4 separate regions of the Mus musculus genome follow, and regions 1, 2 and 3 are each linked to region 4. Evidence: chromatin contacts called from public Hi-C data. All regions are on one chromosome and are shown on one strand. Each heading gives the region's core, a stretch centred on a gene start, on an enhancer-like site or on the middle of the called end of the contact. The rest is flanking DNA. Distances are from core to core; before and after follow the strand shown. Region 1 overlaps Gm34500 (a long non-coding RNA gene). Region 2 has its middle 56 kb from the start of Gm34819. Region 3 has its middle 6.9 kb from the start of Dok2. Region 4 has its middle 14 kb from the start of Gm34757.

What was found. Hi-C and Micro-C count contacts between places; a contact is called where the count stands out from the background.
Region 1: a Hi-C map of the N1E-115 cell line shows a contact between it and region 4, with 2.0 times the contacts expected there. The contact joins two enhancer-like sites. A contact is called at or near these places in 1 of 15 datasets of contacts at CTCF or cohesin (large pre-B cells) and 1 of 484 Hi-C or Micro-C datasets (the N1E-115 cell line).
Region 2: a contact with region 4 is called in a Hi-C map of the N1E-115 cell line, with 5 times the contacts expected there. The contact joins two enhancer-like sites.
Region 3: a Hi-C map of the N1E-115 cell line shows a contact between it and region 4, with 25 times the contacts expected there. The contact joins two enhancer-like sites. A contact is called at or near these places in 1 of 15 datasets of contacts at CTCF or cohesin (large pre-B cells), 2 of 484 Hi-C or Micro-C datasets (LSK cells and the N1E-115 cell line), 1 of 115 datasets of contacts at active chromatin or transcription factors (bone marrow-derived macrophages) and 2 of 9 other capture datasets (liver and macrophages).

What each region holds. Positions count from the first base shown.
Region 1 is chr14:70,842,550-70,845,307 of GRCm38.p6, forward strand. The region is part of intron 1 of Gm34500 (a long non-coding RNA gene); the gene reads right to left. Among named protein-coding and RNA genes, the nearest start is that of Gm34500, 6.5 kb to the right of the region's middle. Within about 2 kb of position 1,367, at least 3 of the 459 cell types and tissues checked have an H3K27ac peak or open chromatin away from gene starts, as enhancers often do. A contact at or near this core is called in the N1E-115 cell line, where this site is marked.
Region 2 is chr14:71,563,401-71,566,100 of GRCm38.p6, forward strand. No RefSeq gene overlaps it. Among named protein-coding and RNA genes, the nearest start is that of Gm34819, 56 kb to the right of the region's middle. Within about 2 kb of position 1,416, at least 1 of the 459 cell types and tissues checked has an H3K27ac peak or open chromatin away from gene starts, as enhancers often do. A contact at or near this core is called in the N1E-115 cell line, where this site is marked.
Region 3 is chr14:70,779,959-70,782,658 of GRCm38.p6, forward strand. No RefSeq gene overlaps it. Among named protein-coding and RNA genes, the nearest start is that of Dok2, 6.9 kb to the left of the region's middle. Within about 2 kb of position 1,298, at least 125 of the 459 cell types and tissues checked have an H3K27ac peak or open chromatin away from gene starts, as enhancers often do. A contact at or near this core is called in the N1E-115 cell line, where this site is marked.
Region 4 is chr14:71,179,427-71,182,126 of GRCm38.p6, forward strand. No RefSeq gene overlaps it. Among named protein-coding and RNA genes, the nearest start is that of Gm34757, 14 kb to the left of the region's middle. Within about 2 kb of position 1,410, at least 3 of the 459 cell types and tissues checked have an H3K27ac peak or open chromatin away from gene starts, as enhancers often do. A contact at or near this core is called in the N1E-115 cell line, where this site is marked.

The DNA.
Region 1 (2,758 bases), core at 117-2,616, 340 kb before region 4:
GGCCTCTGCAGTCACAAGGGAGAATTTCAGGGAGACCCTGGGCTTTAGGACAGAGTCCAGGTAAGATACAGAAGGAGTATGGCTCTCATCCTTGCTCCCAACCCCAGAGAGCTGGTTCCAACTGGGTCAGGATGATTCCAGAAAGGCTCTGCTCTGCAGGGAGAGTGTGAGGTCTCTTGCTGACTCCTTGCTTTCGAGAAGGGTTGCCTTGATTAGGTAAGTGACTTATCCTTTTTAGCCTGTTTCTCAATCATAGAAGCATGATAAGGATCCAGGGATATCCTGTGGTGTGTTTATGGTGTGTGTGTGTGTTGTTTAGGTTTTTGACAACTTATCAAAACTAGAGCCACCTGAGAGCCTCAGTTGAGAAAATGCTCCCAGCAGATTTGCCTGTAGGCAAACCTGTGGGGCATTTTATTTATAAATGATTGATGTGGGAGGGCCCAGCCCACTGTGGGTGGTGCCACCTCTTGGGGGATAGGCCTGTGGTGTGTAAGGAAGCAAACTGAGCAAGTCAGTAAGCAGCACTCCTTCATGGCCTCTGTTCCAGTTCCTGCCTCTGGGTTCCTGACCTGCTTCCATTCTTGCCCTGACTGCACCCACCGATGGATGGTTTTACAGAGGTATAAGATCCTCAACCAGGACAGGGGTGGAGGGAGATCAAGACAGGGTCTCATGACTGTTGGTCTTGAACTTCCCTATGTAGCAAAGAATAATCTGGAACGTATGGTCCCCCTGCCTCCACTTCCTGAGTGCTGGGATTGTAAGGATGCACCAGTGCACATGGCTTTGGAGTGTTTAGAGCAGTGCCTGACACATAGAAAACATAGACAGAGGGGAGGAAGGAGAGAGGCCTCCTTAGGACAGGGCTTCAATCTGAGGATCCATGAGGTTCCTGTCTTGCTATCTGCTTATTCCTTGGGCTGCAGATCAGACCATCATCTGCACTGAGGAGCCTCTTTATCTCTTCTCTTGCCCCTCATCTCAGCTCGTGTCTGTATCTGTGGATGATGTCAGTTTATCTCCCTGCCTATCTGGCTCTATCTCTTGCTCACTGCTCATCCTTTCCACGCCCCACCCTTCATCCCCATTTTCCCTCCTCCCATCTGGCTTCTTTCTCACTATCTCTCCTGTGGGCACTCTGCTTCTGCCCATCGCTATACTTCTATCTGCCTCCTCCAGGACTTTCCCTAGTCTATTCCCTCCCTCCCTGTCTAAATCTCTGCCTCTCGGTTCTACCGGCAGAGCTCTTTCTCAGCATCCCCACCCCCACGTGCACCTAAGCAGACAAGCACAGAGTAGAGCAATGCAGGCAGATGGGGACTGAACACAGTCTCTCGAGGCGAGGGGCAGGCTTGCTAATTCCCCCGCTCTGGGTGGAGGAAGTGGACATCTCATTTGATTATGTCACATCCACTCAGCCGCTCCACCCAGATGATGCAGTGCAGCCCGCTCACTTGCCTTGCCCTGCCAGGACCTAATGGAGAGAGATCTCCTCTTGTTCAGCTGACCACAGGGCCCTTCTGGAACAGGAATGGGCCCAGCCAGTCTGGCCTAGAGACTCTAGGGCTGTTGTGATTCCCTGCTTATTCTAATTACACCCAACTGCCAGTCTCTGGGGTTTGTTCCTCTCATCTTAATCTCCCTGGAATTGGATCTCAGCGGCTCTCATTCCATTACTGCCCCTTCCTCACTGGCCCACAGCCTGCAGGAGCCAGTCTGCCCTGACTCTCCTCTGTGGCACGAGGCCCATGGTTGTGTTGGTCAGAGAGATGACCAGAGGGACTGGGGCTGGGACCCAGGCCAGTCCTGCTTTTCTGGTTTGAGTGTGCAGACCCTAGGGCACTGCAGCTGAGCTGACTCCAGCTGTGTCAGCTGCCACAGAAGATTTTAAGAGAAGTCCCACCTCTTCTTCCTCCTTTCTCAAGAAGTTTGGTTTGGAGAGACAAGACCAACAGATTAGGTATGGCCCTTTCCATAAGTAGGCATTGATTCAGAGATCAAATACCCAGCGAACATTGCTTATTGGGTCTGGTTCTTTTGTGTACATTATGCCACTGGGCCCTCACTATTATCCCTCTCTAGTTTTAGGTGGGGCAGATGAGGCATGGAGACATTGAGAAGCTTGTGTAGCTGGTGTCAACTAATGCTCAATGCCTTGAGCTAAGCCCTGTCTTCTCCCTCTCTCTTGGGGGCTGTTTCATCAGAACTCTATGAGTCAAGTGTTGGAGAAGACCCCAGGCCAGGGAGTGAGCAGCAATGGAGAATATGTTAGAGGTCTGTGTCCTCGGTGTTCTGTGGGGCACAAGGGAAAGGTGGTTAGAGGCCTTGTATAACTCACAATAGAGTCTGATCCTCAAAATATGGACAAGGGAAGCATATGGAATTACCAGTAAGCAGACCAATTCAGTGAGGTGAGCTGCGCCCCTCAAAATATATGTCTGCATTGGAAGTCTGGTAGCTGTGTATGTGGCTTTAGTCTCAAGATGACATCACCTGGGGTTCTGCATGGGTCTCAAGTCCAGTGACTGATGCTCTTGTATGGGAGAGGAAGGGAGGTATGCGTAACAGAGGAACGCTGTGGAAAAGTAGAGTGATTACTACCATGAGCCAAAGAGTATTGGGTGTTGCCAGAGGAGGCAGGGCTCTCTCCCTGTGAGTTTTGGAAGGGATTTCACCCCACCTATATCTTGATTTCTGACCTTTGGCTCCCATAACTGAGATAATGAATTCCTACTGCTCTAAACTACCAGTGTGG
Region 2 (2,700 bases), core at 166-2,665, 380 kb after region 4:
ACATCCAGATGCCAATAAATAAGGTGAGGCAACCAAATAGCCATTCAGGTGAAGGTATATGTAGGTTCTGATGTGGACACAAGATGGAGAATCTAGTGGGATCTCTATGAGGGATGCTTCTTAGCAGAGACCTGCATAGGCAAAAGGAGCCAATGTCCTGGTAGCCTGTTAAAGAGAGAGTCAGACACAGACAACAGAAAGCATAAAGGCCCTGAGACAGGGATGTCTTTCCATGTTCTGGGCTGGAAAGAAGTTCAGGTGAATGACAGGTAGAATGACATCTAGATGCGAGAGATGCAGACATGGACCACACTACCAGGACATGAGGCATGGGTGAAAGCTGTACTAAGGGTATTGGTAAACATCTGTAAGTTTTTATGCAAGGCAGTAACATGACATTTAAATAGTATTTATAGTGTGTGTGTGTGTGTGTGTGTGTGTGTGTGTGTGTGTGGTGCATGTGTGTGCATGTGTGTGTATGTGTATGTATGTTTGCTCACTTGTGCTATGAATCACATGCAGAGGCCAGAGGACAACTGGTGGGAGCCTCTTCATTCTCAAGAATCAGACAATAAACTCAAGTAGTCTAGCTTGCCTTGGTGCCTGACCAGTACACTTACCTACAGATTTATCTCATTGGCAATGACTTATATTTTAAAGGAAACATTTTTGCTGTTGCAAAGAGGTCAATTAGAAGGGAGATTTGTATTTCAAAGCCAGCAATAGCAATGGTAAGAGGTAGTATCCTGGGAGTATGCTTAGAAGCAATGGCAGCAGGACTTGCAGATCCATTACATATAACTTGGAGAAAAGAAGAATCACTAATCATAACCAGTAAGACACAATATCACATACCTGGGCCCATAATTCTAGCACTTGAGAGGTGGAGGCAGGGGGATAAGGAGTTCAAGGTCATCTCTGTTATCTATTGAATTTAAGGCCAGTCTGTACTACCTGACTATCTGTGTACAAAACAAATTAGGAATAACCATGACAGGTGCCAAAACTGTGAACCTGAGTGTCCTTTCTATAAAATATGTACTTGGTGAGTATTTACTAACATTAACAGTTATGTGATTAGATGTAAGCTGGCCCTGCTGATGGCAAATAAGCAAACAAACACAAGACGACCAACCAACCCACCAACAAAACCAAGATAGATCCTTCTAAACACATGGGTCCCTAGGCTGCTCAGGAAAATGACATGGCATAAAACCTTGGAATATCTATACCCTGCTCTGCTAAGATTTTGCATATGTAGAAGTAGGATTCTGCACAGCCTTTCCCACCTCCTCATCTAGAAAATTTTGAAGTCATGGCTGGGTATGAATGCTTAAGAACTCCCCCACCCCAACTGGCCTGCTATCATTTGGCCACTTGCCTCTTTCCCTACTTGTCTAAGAAATCTTAATGACTAATGTTTGGCTTTAAATTCTCAATGCCTGATAGTTTCTATCTTGCAACAGATCCTCATGAATTTTTATTGGCTAGTCTGAGGAGGCCATTTTTCCCTGCTTACTACTCTCCCATCGCTGCTCTTTGTTCTCTCACTGAGAATGAAGCATCATTATCCTATGCTCTGTTCTCTGTCCCTTCTGCCTGGCCTGATGCCATCGTACTCCATGACTCAGCTCAAGAGCCTCTGGTTTATTAAGCATCCTAGCTCTTGCTCGTGCCTCTCTTTCCAAATCTGTTTACCTTTCACTACTGCCATGGAAAGAGATCAGTAGTGGGTTTGACACCACAAGTCTTACAGAGATCTGAGTGCAAGTATGCCCCTGTATGATTATACCTGGGAAACTGAATAGTAGATAGTCACATTGGCTCACCCATATAATATATCCTCTCAGTGATAAGAGTGGCTCACTGTGACCAGACAGACTTTATGCTAGAACCTAAATCTCTTCTGATAGTCCAGAGTTGTGACATATGCTAACTAGAAAGTGCCTATCTGACCTTCCCCAATGGAAACCTTGCCATGCTGTTTCTAACTGTTAAGCCAGACACACACATCACACACACACATGTTGCTAAAGGAGGGAGAACTTGTGAAATCCAGCCTATCAATTTCTTCAGACACTGCCTGTGTCTTTCCCCTATGATCCATTTGTGTGTCCTATATCACCAGAGTAAATATTAGCTATGGGCATGAATATACACTGAGTCCAGTGAATATTTGTAATGAATGTTCTAGCATATTTTGGGGACCCTTCAACATTTGCTATTGCCACCATTAGGATTATTGCATTTCACCCCTAGAAGCTGCCATTTACTATCCCATTAGACTAAATTTTTCAATGAGCCTTTTGCTCCTGTAAAATCTCAAAAGCAGAACTGTGTCCTATATTATATACACACATCCCCTATAGAACTTACTGCACAGATCTGGACAGCTCGAAGAAATTTGAGACATACCTGATAGGGTGATGCATGACTAAATGAAGGAAATGTCAAAGCCACTACTGATTGTGGTGGTGGCCCCACACAAGACTGTGGGTAAGGAGCTGAGACACTTTAATGCTATTAGTGATGTTTTGTCTCCTGGGATAAGAGGGCTAAATTAATTAAGCTGCAGTTGAGTTTCCTACCCTCTTGAGGCAGACCAGAAACCTTTCCTAAAACCCCAGGAGCTGGAGACCTTTGTGCATAACAGTAGGAGGAAATACTCTTAAGCCTTCAGAGCTCCTTGGAAGTTTGTGT
Region 3 (2,700 bases), core at 48-2,547, 400 kb before region 4:
TAGGTCAGGTGTGCCCCATGCCTCTTTGGCTTAGGACGACATGAACATTGGGAGGTCTTAGCAACACAGAAACCTGCTGTAGGTGGAGGGGTAGTGTCGGCAGCAGCAGATTCGGAGTATGTTGTGGGAAGCTCATTGTTAGTGGGAGAAGGAAGGGAGGTTTGAGGCTCTTGGGTAAGGAATGCCACAGGAATAAATCTTTAGGGACAGCAGCTCTGGGAAGCTGGACTTGGGGGTGAGAGGTATAGCGTAGAGATGCCACTGAAAGGGTTCCTGGGATTCAAAAGCTGCTACAGAGTTAGCTCCTGTGCAGCTTGGGTGACGAAGAAGAGAGGTTTCCAAGGCGACACTTAAGTTTCAGGTAGTGAGCTTGGATCCTCACATGCTGAGGTTAATTACGATGGCTACAGTAGCCAGGGGGTGAGTCTTTAATCCCAGTACTCCGGAGACAGGCATATCTCTCAGTTCAAGACCAGCCTGTTCTACAGAGCAGAGTTCCAGGGCAGTCAAGGCTGCATACATAAACCCTGTCTCGAAAAACTAAAAAACCAAAGAAGCAAAAAAGCAAGCAAGCAACCAACCAACCAAACAGAAAGACGGCGGCTGCATTCTGTCCAGTCACAGTGAGGTTCTAGTGCAAGACAAGGTTCTAGCATCCAGGAGAGTAATGAGCAACAGACACACAGATCCATGCCTTCAAGACCCCGGGTGTGTGGCCTCCTAGGTTTTGTCTTATGGTAGCTTTTGACAGTTATTAACGGAGTACGTAAGCTGGAGCAGGTAAGAGGTTCTCTGCCACTTTTGTCTGTGCCAAGGTTTGCATTCAATCTGCGGGTCCAATTCTCCAAGGAGCCCAGGCTCCTCAGGACATGGGGGAAGAGCATTGGGGCAGGAGTCAGGTAGACGCTTTGTGTCTCAAAGCAAAGAAGGCCACATTATTGATTCCTCACTTGGCACTTGACGCACTCATCCCGAATGTGCCCAGCAGGGGGCAGTGCCAGCCTGTGGAAACTGCAACTAGGGACTAAGCTTGCGAGGCGCGGTGGGTGCCTGGTCCTGAGGGACGAATTTCTCTACCTGAAGGATCTGGTGGTGAGGGGCAGCTTCGGGAGTCTTCCGAACCTTGGGATTCCCCTCCGGAAATGTGAACACGCTTTCAAAATATGGGATCCTGAGCCGATCCCTATCTCTTTGCGCCCTTCACCTTCAAGAGACAGAACTTTCTGGTTGCTCTACTCTGAGATCACGTGATCTCACCAGGGGACGTGGTGGACAGCTTGATTGGGGAAAAGTGGGGTGAGGGGTTGGTAGCTGCGGAAGTAGAGCATTTGGGGAAGCTGGGAGTGGCAATGAAAGTCCTTAGAAGGCTGTTGGGGAAATGCTGACTAGGTTTTTAGTGTCCTCGGAGGAAATGAGCCAGTGGGTGTGCCCCATTCTGCAGGGAGCTCTGAATGCCTCTTAGCTAGCTTTAGCTGTGTCTGTGTCACCGCGATGTGTGTGCATCATTCATCCAGTAATACTACAGAGCAACTGCCACTTGTATGTCCCTCTCTCTCAGAAGCTGGGATTCCGGAAGGTTCCCCAGCCCCTAGCCCCAACTCAAAGGAGCAAGCAGTGGGGAGCAGCAGAGGCGGTCACTGATGGGTCAGGGAGAGAAGCGCTTGAGAGCACCACAGACAGACACACTGAGGCAAGGCCTCCTTCAAGAGCCGCTGAGCCACCCAGGCGGCCAGGGGAAAGTGCACAGGCAAGGAAGGAAACAGACCTGCCATTGTGGGCCCGAGCAAAGGATTTACAAAGACCTTGCCACCCAGAATGGGTCTCTGGCTCTAGGCAAGCTGCTTAGTACCTGTTGATACTATGAGAAACTTAGGTGTATCTAGGACTATTATAGACTGGCTTAATCTTTTAATTGAGGTCATAGGTTGTCTAATGAATGGACATGTTCTGAGAAATTTGTCACTACACATTGTCACCACTGAATATTCTTTTATTAATTATTTCTTTTCTTTTTCTCTTCTTCTTCTTCTTCTTCTTCTTCTTCTTCTTCTTCTTCTTCTTCTTCTTCTTCTTCTTCTTCTTCTTCCTCCTTCCTCCCTCCTCCCTCCTCCTCCCTCCTCCCTCCTCCTCCTTCCTCTTCCTCTTCTTTTGGTTTTACAAGACAGGGTTTCTCTGTGTAGCCCTGGCTGTCCTGGAACTCACTCTGTAGACCAGACTGGCCTCAAACTCAGAAATCCACCTGCCTCTGCCTCCCGAGTGCTGAGATTAAAGGTGTGCCACCACGCCCGGCTTATTAATTATTTCTTCACTTTACATCCTGACCACAGTTTCCCTTCCTTCCCCTCCTCCCAGTCCTTCCTGCCAATCTCCATTTACTTGTCTTCTGTCTTTTCAGAAGGGGGGGGGGGGCTCCCATCAACCAACCCTGGCATATCAAGTTGCAGTAAGACTGGGCACATCCTCCTCTATTGAGGCTAGACAAGGTAGCCCCGTAGGAGGGAAGGGTCCCAAAGGCAGGCCACAGAGTCAGAAACAGCCCTTGCTCCGGCTGTTAGGGGTCCCACTTGAAGACCAAGCTGCACTAGTGTAACATATGTGCAGAGGGCCTAGGTCAGTCCCATGCAGGCTCCCTGGAGAGTGGTTCAGTCTCTGTGGGCCCTTAGGGGCCCAGGCTAGTTGATTCTGTAGGTTATCTTGCAC
Region 4 (2,700 bases), core at 160-2,659:
TATTATATTGATATTACCATATCAAGCCGAAGACAATATAAAAACTTAGTCCCAGTAGAGGTACATGCTCTAACAGAGTTGTAAAAAGTGCTGAGCATTAGTGGGGCATCTCTGGTGTTCAGTTCACAAAAACATGGTCCTCTTTGAAGTCCCTGTGTTCTTTTGAGGCCCAGCCACTATGAAAGTGTTGCCTTAGGAATTGAATATGAGTGACAGCCCTTGGTAGTAACCTAGTGTCATTTATCCCAGAACTTAGTCACAGGCACATATTACAGATAATGCAAAGGAAGAGGAAACTGATTTTGTAAGTCCCAAGAACATCTCTGTCCCTACAGAGCCTTGTAAAGCCTTCTGGTCTTCTCTAATATCTGGCTGTCATGTTGCTGTCCTAATATAAAGTTCTGGTGACATCCTCTTTTCAGACAAGCTATTCTTTCTTTTCAATCTCGAAGATTATAGTCTTAAAAGTAAACACACATACTGACAAGACATCCCCACCCCCCAAAAGTGTTTATCCATAGGCAATAAGTATAGAGACGTGGTAAAGGGAGGAGTCAGAACAGCAAAGGCAATAGATAACGTAGTCAGAAATTACCCAGGTTATAGAATTCTTACAAGTACATATGTGTATGACAAGCTTGGAACCTCGGGATCTTTGGCTTACTGGTGTAGGCTTACTAGGTCCAGGTAGAGCCTAGTCTGGGGAGAGTTCAGGATCCAGGAGAGATATTTCTGGTATCGAAAAGGTTCATAACACATATTTTTCTACTCCACGGCCTTTGGAAATGTTTATTCAGAACCTGCTATGTTCTAGGTAGTAGGTAAGGAATGGAGAAGCTCCAGAATATAGCCAGGAGGAGCCACAGCATGGTGAAGGCTCAGGTGGCAGGTTGACAATGTTATACTGTCTGGCCTCTAGGTGATTCCAGAGCCAGCTTGTGCCAGGGATGTTTATATGTGTGGAAGAATACTATCAGGAGATAACTCAGGCAGCTGACAATTTCTCCTTCCATCAGAGTCTCAAAATATTCTGGGTGTGGTTCTTGAGATGAATCTTCAAACATCATCGTCATTATATCCAAGAGAAGACTTTTGAACCCATTTCTCACTTTCTAACTTACTAACAAAACTGTCCTCTTCTTACTCTTTGGTAAGGCAAACACCGTTGGTCACAGTGGTTCCAAGGAGACTGGAACTCAAGTGCAGAGGCTGGGCAGGAAACCGGTGCTCACAGGATAGTCAGAGGACTGCCTTGCATGGCAGCATGGCAGACTCATGGTTTCTCGGAGATTGCAGGGAAAGGTCGTTTCTAGGTCCTCATTCTTGGAGCCCACATTCTTAAGTCACAGATGTGGGTTTAGACTCAGCCACAGGTCTTTTGTCTCTGGACAATGAGATTAACTCATCAGTGAGGCTATTCTGGGTCCTTCCTATGGGTCTGGTGAGCTCAGAGGAGTGGCTTGCCTGGTTTCCTTCTTGCCACTTGGCAGCAGTTGTTCTCCATATTCATCCACTCCACCGTTGTAACAGTGCTGTGAACTGTAATTGGCTTTAATATGATTTCTCCTTGACAATCTCCAGTGGTTGGATCTGCGGGTTAGATAAGGAAGCTTTCAAAAGGACAAGGCTCTTTTATTCAATTCCTACTTGGGCTGAATATAGAGACCAACAGTGATGATGGCTGATGGAGGGGGAGTCAGGCATGTGGCTTTAGGACTACTGTGGCCTCTGGTTTGCCACTTATTTATCCACGCTGTCCACAGTACAACCTTCTGCGTCTGTTCTGCCTTCTGTAAGCTTGGATGATGGAGAGTGCCAGCTGTTGACATTTTTATTTCCTGTTACACAGTAGATGCTTAGTAAATATTTGTGGCCCTGGAAATGCCAATTTTATTTACACATCAGGAAATAACATTCTCAACTATTTTCACTACCACTGGCCTTGCTCATGGAGAAATTTCTTCCGTGGGGTTTATGTTACTTGGTCCTTTTGTTGCTGTGACAAATACCTGAGGCACACAGTTTAAAGAACTTTAAACACTTCACTATGTTAATCCTACCAATCCATGAGCATGGGGGATCTTTCCATCTTCTAAGATCTTCTTCAATTTCTTTCTTCAGAGACTTGAAGTTCTTGTCACCCCTCCAGACCTTCTTTCATTGTGCAGGATTGTTTTAGATAGTCTGTTTTGTTGTTGTTGTTGTTTTATATTTCCATATGAAGTTGAGAATTGTCCTTTCAAGGCCTGTAAAGAATCATATTGGAATTTTTATGAGAGTTGCATTGAATCTGTAGATTGCTTTTAGTAAGATGGCCATTTCACTGTTAATCCTACCAATCCATGAGCATGGGGGATCTTTCCATCTTCTAAGATCTTCTTCAATTTCTTTCTTCAGAGACTTGAAGTTCTTGTCACACAGGCTTTTCACTTGCTTAGTTACACCAAGATATTTTATTTTACTTGTGGCTATTGTGAAGGGTGTTGTTTCCCTGCTTTCATTCTCAGACAGTTTATCATTTGTATAAAGTAGGACTACTGATTATTTTAGTTAATTTCCTATTCAGCTACTTTGCTAGAGGTGGTTATCACCCATAGGAGTTCTTTGGTAGAGATTTTGAGGTCACTTGTGAATTCTGTGATATCATCTGTGAATAGCAATTCTTTGACTTTCCCTTTCCAATTTGTATTTCCTTGCTCT